Linked DNA regions of Rattus norvegicus: region 1 is linked to region 2. A link is a contact called in public Hi-C data. All regions are on one chromosome and are shown on one strand. The core of a region is the stretch at or near the end of the contact, and the rest is flanking DNA. Distances in the headings are between cores, read along the strand shown. Region 1 has its middle 110 kb from the start of 4930522L14Rikl. Region 2 overlaps Musk (muscle associated receptor tyrosine kinase).

What was found. Hi-C and Micro-C count contacts between places; a contact is called where the count stands out from the background.
Region 1: a Hi-C map of Schwann cells shows a contact between it and region 2, with 5 times the contacts expected there. The contact joins two enhancer-like sites.

The regions. Positions count from the first base shown.
Region 1 is chr5:77,998,641-78,004,392 of GRCr8, reverse strand. No RefSeq gene overlaps it. Among named protein-coding and RNA genes, the nearest start is that of 4930522L14Rikl, 110 kb to the right of the region's middle. Within about 2 kb of position 2,397, at least 11 of the 93 cell types and tissues checked have an H3K27ac peak or open chromatin away from gene starts, as enhancers often do. A contact at or near this core is called in Schwann cells, where this site is marked.
Region 2 is chr5:77,902,837-77,909,326 of GRCr8, reverse strand. The region is part of intron 5 of Musk (muscle associated receptor tyrosine kinase); the gene reads right to left. Among named protein-coding and RNA genes, the nearest start is that of 4930522L14Rikl, 19 kb to the right of the region's middle. Within about 2 kb of position 4,581, at least 14 of the 93 cell types and tissues checked have an H3K27ac peak or open chromatin away from gene starts, as enhancers often do. A contact at or near this core is called in Schwann cells, where this site is marked.

The sequences.
Region 1 (5,752 bases), core at 1,148-3,647, 97 kb before region 2:
TTAAATAACCTTATAGACATGGGAAGCCATAGAAGACCCCCAGACTTGCCTTTGGCAAAAGGCTATCGTGGGAGGAGTATGTGACGGAAGCTGGTGTCAGGCAAGGTATGGAGGGTAGGAGGTGCTGGAGAGGAGGGGTTGGGCACTCTTAGGGGAATGGAGGTAAAGGTGGTCAAGAGCAAGGGAACCAAACCAGGCAGAATCTACATGACCTGATTGAGTTGTTTAAGTTACAAAAAGTACTTTTGCTTCTCAAAATTGCTGCTTAAACAATCAACCGTAAGCTAGGAACATCAGCTTTACTCAAGAAGCCAGTATGATTTCCAGGTTTGGGAAGTGTGAGGAGACATGGGGTTGGGGGGCACTGTTGTGTAATTGAACCTGGGGCCTGTTGAGCTTACATTTCTGGGCGTCGCCGGATGGAGATACATGGTCTGCAGTCTGGGTCTCAGGATGAATGCCTGGGATTGGGGTGTGGCTTTGGGTGACGCTATGCAGGGAAAGTGGCCCTTAAGCCTAAATAACTGAGTTCCGGATGCAGATGCCAAATGCTATAGGTGGACTAGTGAATATCATTAAGGATCCAGTGACACTGGGCCACAAAATAAACCCATGAAAACAGGAGGGGAACTTTCTTTTTTTTTTTACTAGATATATTTCTTTACTTACATTTCAAATGGTATTCCCTTTCCCAGTTTCCTGTCCATAAGCCCCCATTCCCACCCCCTCCACATATGGGTATTTCCCCCATCGACCTCCCTAACTGCCCTCTGACATTCCCCTGCACTGGGGGTTCAACCTTAGTAGGACCAAGGGCTTCCCAGTCCCCTGATGCCCCAACAAGGCTATTCTCTGCTACATATGCAGTTGGAGCCCTGGGTCAGTCCATGTACAGTCTATGCGTAATGGTTTAGTCCCTGGAAGCTCTGGTTGGTTGGCATTGTTGTTCTTTCGGGGTTGCAAGCTCCTTCAACTCTTTCAATCCTTCCTCTAATTCCCCTGATGGGGTCATTTTCTCAGTTCGGTGGTTTGCTGCTAGCATTGACCTCTGTATTGGACATGCTCTGGATTTGTCTCTCAGGAGAGACCTATAACCAGTTCCTTTCAGCATGCACTTTTAGCTTCATCAATCTTATCTAGTTTCGGTGGCTGTGTATAGTATATATATATATATATATATATATATATATATATATATATATACACACACACACATATGTGCTACATGTTGGGCAGGCTCTGAATGGCCTTTCCTTAAGTCACTGCTCTAAACTTTGCTCAGGGGGGAAACTTAATGGGAAGGAAAAGAGTTCATCAGGAGAGGGAAGGAAATGGGAGAGAGAAATAGGCTGCATGTGATCAGAATGCATTACATACACACATGAAGCTGTCATGATGTTCTCTGGCATGTGGTAGGAACACCTAAGGGCTATACTATGAAGGTCAAAGAGAAAGACTTCAGGTAGTAGTCAAATGAGACTGTAAATAATGCCACTGGGTTTGATGACCAACAGACAGTTAGGGACATTGATGAAGGCGATAGTAGGGTATTAGTGGAACACGTGGCTTGACCAAGATCACACACTGATATCTATGTGGGCCGTTTGAGACTCAGGCCAAGGTTTCTGACTATTAGTCCATTCTTATGTGGAACAGCTCAGAAGCTAGTCTAATTCTAAAGATCAGTGAATATGTGGACATCTTAACCACTAAAGCCTCAGTGTCGGGGAGGTTAATAAAGAAATGTAAGTACACAATTTGTCAAATTATCAGTGGGTGTGTTAGGGCCAAGTTCTCGGGATGCTGATAACCCCTAGCTGAACAGAGGCACATGAACTCGTGGCTCGACCGGCAGAAGATTCCCTTGAGAACAGGTCCCTGGGGACTTGAGTGGCCTGAGAGATGTTCTAAGACGGGGCTACTCTGTCATTTCCTCAAAGCCACAGACTTCAAAGCACTCCGGGGTCTCTCTTGTTTGTTTCACAAACAGGAAGTTTTAACAAGTAGGTCAAAGAAGACGGTTTTTCCAACGTTCTTCTGCTAAAGATTTTCCTTTTTCTGTATTAGCAATAAATCCTACAACTAAAAACGTCAACTCACCATAACTCAAGGATCTACAAAAACCATCCCCTCTTCTTTCCAGCAAAAATATTGATGCACAAAAATAATCTCTCTGTCCAGCACTGTGGTTTCAAGTATTTTTCCAGGCATAATAGGCAAGGGAAAAGAATGTAAAGAATTTTAACTGGTATGCATTCTTGGGAGATGAGACAGGCTTACTGATTTCAAGTTTATGGGGCCCATTCAGCCTGAAAGATAGATTTGTGCTTTAACCTCAGACCTTCTTCTCTTCATTCCCACTTCTGCCTCCACACATATTTATCTTCTTGTTTTTACATTTTTTTCCATTTGTTTTATGAGTGTTTGTGAGGCTCATTCATGAGCCTGCCTGCATGTCTGTACCTCATGTGCATGCAGTGCATGCAGTGTTAGCAGAGGCCAGAAGAGGGCGCTGGAACTCTTGGGACTGGAGTTACAGACGGTTGTTTCGAGCGAGTGCTGGGAACCGAATATAGGTCCTCTGGAAGGACAGCCACGGCTGTTGAGTGCTCCCCAGCTCCATCTTGTTAATTTCTTGGGCTATTGACCTTTTGAACTATCAAAGAAGGTTACTAGCTGACTTTTCTGTTTATACAAATTTACTACATAGAAACAACTATTTTTCCATTTTCCTTTGAATAGAGATTCCATGTTTGACTAACTTGATACATTGAGTAAAACTCGAATTTAAGATGATGACAGATTTGCTTCATTCTTAATTACTTTTTTGCCTATCTTCCTAGGTCATTGTTAAGTTTTATTGCTATTAGAAATGGATCGGGGTTGGGGATTTAGCTCAGTGGTAGAGCCCTTGCCTAGGAAGCGCAAGGCCCTGGGTTCAGTCCCCAGCTCCGAAAAAAAGAACCAAAAAAAAAAAAAAAAAAAAAGAAATGGATCTTTTTATTCTTATTGATGTAGAGGATTTTTTTTTCTCTTAGAAATAAAACCACTGAACTGAGAATGGGGTCCCCAATGGAGGAGTTAGAAGAAGGACTGAAGTAGGTGGAGGGTTTTGCATCCCCATAAGAACACTATTTAACCAACCAGACAACCCAGAGCTCCCAGGGACTAAATCACCATCCCGAGAGAACACAGGGATGGACCTATGGCTCCATTTTCATATGTAGCAAAGGATGGCCTTGTTGGGCATCAATAGGAAGAGAAGCCCTTAGTCCTGCCAAGGCTTGATGCCCCAGTGTAGGGGAATGTCAGGCCAGGGAGGCGGGAAGGGTGTGTGGGTGGGGGAACACCCTCATAGTAGCAGGGGAAGGAGGGGTGGGATAAGGGGTTTATGGACTGGGAAAGGGGATAACATTTGAAATGTAAATTTTAAAAAATACAATAAAAAAAGAAATAGATACTGAATGCTATTCAATGCCTTTGGATATATGACTTTTAAAAATTGTAGTTATTCACATAATAAATAACATTTTTTTCAAGTTGGACCATCTTTACCTTCCTAAGAAAATCCCAACGTGCTTATATGTCTTCATTTTTGTAATATGACGTGGCAGTGACGTGGCAAAGGTTTACAGAGAATGAGTTCCGACAGCAGGGTGCTTGGGCCCAACTTCCAGTTCAGTGTTTTCTGGTGACTTAGACACCGGCAGATTCCTCATCCTCTCCTCATCCTCTCCATGCCTATAGAGTGGAGATATTAGCTCCTAGGATGAAAGGCTGTTGCAGTAGAGCGGATCACACACAGGACGCATTGGTGGTGCACCTAGAGTGGATGGGAGCTGGAGGACGGCTGAGGGGAATGGGTTTCTTTATTCAGATTACTAATGTCGTGACAATGTTCTATGAGCCATTGAGCTGTCTAATTCAAGAAAAGGATGAAACTGTACTGGGTGTGGCCACTGATGCCACCTTGGGAAATACTAGTTTCTAAAACAACATTTGACGTTCATGTCTGTAGCGGTATCAAATGCTGTGTCAGACTCTTTAGGAGTTGCCTTGTGCACTCCACACCCACTATCACAGTGCTAGCAGGCAAGTTATTAAACCTTTGGTGGCTCTCTCTTAGTCCGCAAAGTATAAAGGTAAAGTATGAGTAGCTTTGTGGATTACATAAAGAGATTATATTAATACATTTTAAATATAAAGACTAGTGTCTCAGGCAGTGAGTTCTTAGGAAATGTTAACTTTTCTTAAAGATGTTAGCTAGTATTTCATGTAAGATTTAGATCTTAAATGCTTAAATGCTTGCAACAAATTGCATTGTTTCTTTTTTTTTCTCTTGTTCTTTTATAATGACTTTTTTTTTCTTGTGGCATTAGAAATATTCTGGTTCTTCTGTAGTTACCGTCTTACTTTTCTACTGTCGTGATAAAACACCATGACCAAGACAACCCAGAAAAGAAAGCACTTAATTTAGCTTACAGTTTCAAAGGTTTAGACTCCATGATGGTGGAGCAAAGGCACGGTGGCAGGGACATATGAGAGCTCACACCTCAAACCTCAAGCAGAAGGCAGAGAGCACGCAGGGAATGGCACTAGTCTTTGATACCTTAAAGCCCACCCTGTGATACACCTCCTCCAAGGCCACACCTCCTAATCCTTTCCAAGTAGTTCTACCAACGGGGGACCAAGTATTCAAACATGTGAGTCTATGGGGGCCATTCTCATTCAAACCATCACAGTTCCATTGAATGTGGCTTGACACCATATTGTAATAAGCATACGTTTAGCTTAATTCCAGAAGTCCACATACTGTTTTACAATCTCTCCAAACTCTCTTCTGAGATGCAAGGCAATCTCTCAGCTGTAACCTCTACCAACTCAAAAACCAAATTATACTCTTCCAATATACAATGGCACAGAATATATATTACCATTACATAAAGGAGGGCCAGGAGCACGGTGGGAAAATACTGTATCAAAGCAAGGTCAAAACCCAGCAGAACAAATTTCAAATTCTGTACGATAGGCCACAGCACTCATGTGGAAGTCAGAGACAGCTTGTGGTAGTTGGTGCTTTTCTTCACCATGTGCTTCTGGGAGTGGACCTCTGTTCCAGTAAAAATAAAAAAGTGGCAGAACTAGTTCCTGCGCATACCCTAGTGGTCTTCCTCCCTTGCTAGTTCTAGCTCCATTGGGCCATTGGAACGAGTGCTAATTATCTCAGTGGACCATGCCGCCCCCATCCGCTTTCTGACATGCTGTCCATGACCCATTCCAACATGGCACCTTGTCAGGCTGCCCCGCCCTCACTCACAGCTCTCTTGGCTGGTTTCCACCATGCCAGGCATGCACATCCCAATTACGTGGCGGCCCAGTGCATCCTGCCACTCTCTTGAACTCCATTAAGTTGACACATGAAAGAACACATCACACAGTATCTTCGGATCCAATTGGTAAGATATAATTTGCTCATCTAGACAACACAAAATCCAGTATATATATCCATCCCTTAAGAATAGTCATAACACCCTGTAATACGTGCAGAGAGGAATCTTAACATCTGCCGCCATGTTCTCTCAGCCCCGTCTTCCTCGCTCCAGCCTCCTCTGCTTCTCTAAAACTTTTCCTCCTTCCTTCTCATCCAATGACAGGCCTTGTTCTATCCTGCATAATAACATTAACCTACAGATCTCAGGTCACCAGACTTAGGGTCGGTCCCTTTACCTGCTGAGCCATCTCCCTGGCTCCC
Region 2 (6,490 bases), core at 3,332-5,831:
CAGCAACAACAGCAACAACAACAACAACAAAAACAACAACAACAGCAACAACAACAAAAACAACAGCAACAACAACAAAAACAACAGCAACAACAACAAAAACAACACAACAACAGCAACAACAACAAAAACAACAACAACAGCAACAACAACAAAAACAACACAACAACAACAGCAACAACAACAACACAACAACAACAACAACAGCAACAACTTGTCTTTAGAGGCCCTGGGATCTAACTAGACAAAAAAATCAGAGTTCGGGGACACAGTAAGCAACATCCTGGAGACCATGTCATGTCTGTCGAACTCAGAACACAGAAAACTTAAAATGGCAAATTATGTAGTTGCCTCAATGAATAAAGAGTAAGAGGGAAGAAATCTGCTATGGGCTGAAAGAGGTTTAAGGGACATGTCATCTAAGAGCTCACTTATTTTCCCCCCACCGAATCCGAGTTCACAGACTGTGTTCTTTTGACAGCCAAACCCAAGCTGATCGACATTCTAGCAGGGGTTAGCCACATACTGTTCTTGTTTTCTGGTGAGAGTAATGGAGGCCTGTGCTATGCCACACGGCTCTAACACGTGGCTGCAATAGAGCGTGCATGAGCTGGCCCTGCAGGTTTTGAGCTGAGCCACTGTAATCAGAAGCACACGGAGCCCACTGTCTCTGAGCATTAAGAACAGCGTGGTCCTTGAGAGCCCGGGGAATTGGATCATGTTGGTATCAGTCTTGTTACAGAAGTGTTCGAATGGTTTGGCTGAGCCCTTGGACTTGAAACGAGGGCCTTTTAGTTGAAGACTAGGACCGTAAAACAAACCGGAAAAAAAAATAGGAAATCTAGAGTCTTTTTCCTGTTTTGATTTATAGAAGCAAGTGTTCTAATTCAGGAACATTGAGTTCTTCTTGGAAATGTCGTAACCAGGGGTGGGCTTGCTGCTTTCTGATTTACAGCCTTTCTTTTTGTTTCAGAGGCTATTGCATTGTATGGATTGCCACTTAGGTACATTGCAAAACCCTTGGTGGTCTATACTGCGCAACACAGCTAAGCATAAAGTGAGATAGAGAATAAACCAGTCTGCTACTCCTGCACAGCTCATCATGATGCTGAACCTAATTCATTCCCCATCCTGCCTGATTCAGAGCTTTCTAGGGGCTCTGTTTGGGCACACGTGATGGGTACTACTGGCCACATAGGGGGCTCCATGACTATAAAACTGGTAATAAATAGTTGCTCTCTCCAAAGTGGGCTTCGTCATTAAGTGTAGTGTGTTAAGAGAAAAAAAACATGACCGGAGATTACAATGAAGCCGGTCTATCCCACACTCTCGAGCTCTCTCCAAAAGATAAGACTTGTCCCCTTTGCAGTATTGACAGACATCTTTAACCCTTCCTTTCACTTTCTTCCCTCCCACTCCCAAAGAATGTTCTAAGCATCATCCATACATTTTAGGTTTCACTGAAATGCCTTGTCTTCATAGGGTCCTTCCTACCCCTCACTCTGGTTATATTTCACGTAGCACTTATCACCACTGGACAACTGTGGGTCCTTTATGTATTTGTATTGTGATTGTCCCTCTCCCCGGGATGCAAACATTATAAAAAAGTCTGGCCTTGTTTTGCTCATCACTGCAGTCTGACCTATGCATGTGCAGGTCTCTGTGTATTGCTAAATGTACCCTGCCTTGTATAGGGTCAGTATTTATTAAATGAATGAGTGAGTGAGGAGAGTGAGTGAGTGTTGAGTGAGTGATGAGTGATGAGTGATGAGTGATGAGTGGTGAGTGAGTGACTTACTTTCCTGGTGAGATAAGGCAAATGAAGTTTTCTATAGTTTGTGAAAGTCAGCCATGCTGGACCATCATTCTCTTGCCTATCCTATTTACAGAAAAGGAAAGAGCTTGATACGTCATCGAAAGTTTACCAGGTCAGGGCTTCTCCACCCAAACATTAAGATGTGATGTGAGAAAGGCTGGAGAGGCAAGAATGACCAACAGAAGTTGTTGTAGTCTCCTTGTTAGCTAGACTAGAAGGCTTCACTTCAATCCAGCTTTATCAGCAATAAGTCCCATGTGTTTCTACCCATCTGTATTGGCTTCCAGTTCTAAATGTGAAAGGTGAAGGTGGGCTGAGAGAAATTCCAAACATTTAACAAACATCGACGTCAATCCCAGCAGCTGCAACCAAAAATAAAAGTCAGGCTAACTTCATCCCCTGCAGGAATGAACTTGGTTATAGTTCTGTAGCAGATCTCATTGCTTCGGTGGGTAGCCGCGAACTGAGAATGCATTCTACACCATCAGGGGAGCTACGTGAGATCTGTGTGTTAGCTGCAAATGTGTGTCAAATGTCTTAATTTTATAATTTACTTTCGTGTAAGAAAATTTGTTTTGTTATATGAACAGGCAAACTGCTAAATAGCAGTTTGAAATCATTTAGTGTTTTGGGGAAATTCTATAATTATTCTGATATTATACAACTCCTCTTGATATATATAATCTGATTTATCACTATCCAATTTGCTATCCACTTTTCCTCATTCATGTTCCCATGAGCAGGTATGGTAGGAATCACCAGCACTATTTAAAAAAAAAAAAGACACGGCCAGTGTAAAACCTTAGGATTTTCTCTTACAGAATCTATTCACATGTTTTGGGTTTTTGTCTCTTGGCATATTTGAAGCCCTATCTGAAGGTCAGGAATCCTACAGCAATATAGTTTGCAACAAATCCAAGCATAATCCTTCTACTCACACCCTGAACAGGTGCCACATTCATCTTCCAAATCACTTTCAGATTTGTAATTAGTCTTATGATTGCCATTTTAAAGATCAGTATGTGTTGGGGAGATGGGACCATCATAGTTGTTCTTGTGATGTCATGGAAAACACAGGGAGTCGAAGACCTAGACCAACATTGGAAATGGCAGGTCTCCAGTCTCTCCTCTCCGTTCAAGAGATTTCTCACGTTTTGGCCAGTTCTCTATTTCTGAATGGTTATTTCAAAGGAACAGTGAGATCTCAAAAATTTTATTTTCTCCTGCGTTCTCCCTTCTGTAGCATTTCCTACCTTCCATTGGAGAGTTCTTTGTAAAGGTTTCAAGCAATCAGTGACTGGCAGGAATAAAGGGGAAAGGAAGATGACTTAAAACTAACCCAGACTGCCAGGTGGAATGTTTTACTTGATTGGTGTAAATAACCTGGTATCTAGAAAGAGGAAAACATTGTAAATACGCACTAGGCCTCTTCTATGCCTTAAATCTAAAATGTCCTCCACACACTCATGTGGTTGAACACTTTGTCTACAACTGATGCTGCTGTTTTGGGAGATTTGGGTTTTTTTGTTTTTTGTTTTTTGGGTTTTTTTTTGAAGATTTATTTTATCATTTTAATTACGTGTGCATTAATTGTGGGGGAGTATGCACATAGTGTGTGCACGTGTAAGCGCATGTGCCTGAGGAGTCCAGAGTAGGATGTCAGATCCTCTGGAGCTGGAGTTAGAAGCAGCTGTGAGCCTCCCAGTGTGAATGATGAGTCCTCTGTAAAAGCAATAAGGCTCTTAACCACTGAGGCTTCTCTCTAGCCCAGGTTCTAAATTCGTCAGGATATATAGGTTAGCTAGCAGAACTGGGTCACTGGGGCAGACCTTGAGCACTGCATGCATTTTGTGGTACTGGTCCAGGCTTTCTGCTTCCTGATCCACTGTGTTGCATGGGCCTCTTGCAGCTGCAGATGGAGCTGCAGCAGCCAAAATGGTTTGCATCCCTTGACTCTCAGGGCCAAACGAAAGCTCTCTTTCTTCAGGCTGTCTCTGCCAGTTAGCATGTCAGGACAATGAGAAAAACACTAACACAGTTTTCCTAATATGAAAGTTAAAAAACCCAAACTATGTATGAATCAGTTTTCTTGTCCGTTCTTTTTTCTTTAGTCTCACGCTGTGCTTCTAGAATTTGGAAGATGGGATTCTAACCCTTCTATGGATTCCATGTTCTCCTAAGAAATGTGATTTGACCTGTAACCTGCATCTACAGGGAAGCGGCCCCAGCTTCAAGTTCTCTGTGACTTCTTATTCCCATGGCCCACATGATAGGACTTAAGGTCAGGAAAATAAGCAACCGAAGTAGACTGTGCATCTGAGAAGAAGCAGCAAGGCAGAAAGAGGGAAAAATACCTTTAGCGTCCCGCTCGGGTTCACTGTCTTCTGTTAATAGGAACAGGAGGAGGTGGACACACAGGCAACAAACAGAAACAAAACAATGCATGGTGAGAAGGGAGGCCATGGACCGCAGAGCATCCATTGTGCACGATTTATTAGACTCTACTTGTTTCTTATTTCAATAAGAAACGAATGCCACGAAGGGAAAGCACTGACCTTTCTTTGCAAGCAAACGATCCCATGGCATAAGATTCCAAATTACCACTTGTAGTCAGGCAGTACTATACAGAAAATAAACTACAGCATACTCGAAGACATAGCTCATTCATGCATTTTTGTTTTAATGTGGACAAGGACAATCCCCCCTTTCTTTCAAGGCAACAGAGTCCCTACTATTCTAGTGAATTCTGTTCCTCTGTTTGCCTGGCTTCTCATCTTACCAGGCCCTGCTGTGAAGTCAGTGCTGTGGACTGTGGGATCTCAGCTATCATTTCTATGGTAATAGACTCCTGTTGTGGTAAACAGGGGATTAGGGGGTTTCTGCAGAACCAGGGCCTACCAACAACAAAGATCTGGAGCTCTCATTTAACCCCCAGAGGCAACTCAGAGAGTAGAGAAGAACAAAGCATTCTGGGAACAGACTAGTCAAGTCTGCTCTGGGAGAGGAAGAAAGAAAGAAAGAAAGAAAGAAAGAAAGAAAGAAAGAAAGAAAGAAAGAAAGAAAGAGAAAGGAAGAAAGAAAGAAAGGAAGGAAGAAAGAAAGAAAGAAAGAGAGAGAAAGAAAGAAAGGAAGGAAGGAAGGAAGAAAGAAAGAGAGAGAGAGAGAAAGAGAGAGAAAGAAAGAAAGAAAGAGAGAGAGAGAAAGAGAGAGAAAGAAAGAAAGAGAGAGGAAGGAAGAAAGAAGAAAGAGGAAGGAAGGAAAGAAAGAAAACAGAAAAATTAAAACTCTAAGTTAGAAAGAAAAGATGAGGAATTTGTACACTTTTTTTAGAAACCCTAACCAAGAGAAACTAAAAAACAAATTAGTCTTTCTAAAATGTTCACTCTGACCATATCACACAAAGCTCTCAAGGATTATTTGTTCCAATCCTTTCAGACCTTTTAAAAAAAAAGATTTACTTAATTATAAGTCAGTTGCAGTATGCATGTATATGGAAAAATAGTGATATTGTTGGTAACCACTGTTTCTTACAGGAATAGGCTTGCACTGTTCTTCATAGATGGTGGGTATTTCCATATATGTCATACACCACTTACTCTCTGATTGACTATGATCGGTGTGACTGGGGCTCTTTTACATATAAAACAAAACAACACGTCTAAGACTCAGGGATCTACAACCAGAACAGAGCCAGGAGTGCAGTGTCCTCATTCAGGTTCAGACATGGAGTCCTCTGCTGTGACCTGTGTCTCCATTCTGTACTTCAGACCCAATCTCCAATTTGATCTGACACTCTCTGATCTCTCCTGCCTTCACCAAGAAGTCGACGGTGTTTAGTTTTATCTTCTTGCTTTAAGAATCCAGGCTAGAGTCTGCTAACACTTTATAAATTGATGTCAATTACAAAAATAAGGTTCGGAAGTTGACTGTCAAATGAACCTTGAGTCCAGATGAAGAAATTTGGTTTGTACAGAATTCCTAACAGTGCCAGGTAAAGTACAGAGGAAGATTTAGTTTCTTCTATACCAGACTCTTAGAAACTGTAGAGTCCCTGTTTTTTTATTGTTTGGTTTGTTTTGAGACAAGGTCTCACTGTGCATCGTATGCTATGCGTGGACCTCTGTCTCCTCTTCTTGAGTGCTGGAATTTAGCTGTGTTCTACGATACCAGGAAGAGTCCCTGCTTGTATCCCAGACATTATCAGAAGAGATAAATACAGATCCATTTGTGAGCCAGATTAGGGCTGAAAAATTGTGAAAGGACCTACACATACACACACACACACACACACACACACACACACACACACACACACACGACAGCTAAACAGAACCAACCAAAGAGATGCAACAGTGTCTGAGATTTGATGTTTTCCAGAAAACAAGCTTGAGATTGGACTGAGAACCAGGTAGGTAGGTAGGTAAGACATACCTTCATATGTAAACTACAAAAACTCCTTTCTATGCATAGACGCACATTTCCACACATGTCTGACATGCTTTGGCATTAATACACACGTATAAATACATGCACACACACAGAACTGGGGTTATCTTAGAGAAAAATATGAAAGATTACTTTGTGAGAACATATTGAAAGTTGGTTGCTCCCCGTGGAGCAGCTTGCTGGTCATTTCAAGGACAGGTTGCAGTCCTAAATTCACCATGTGACCCA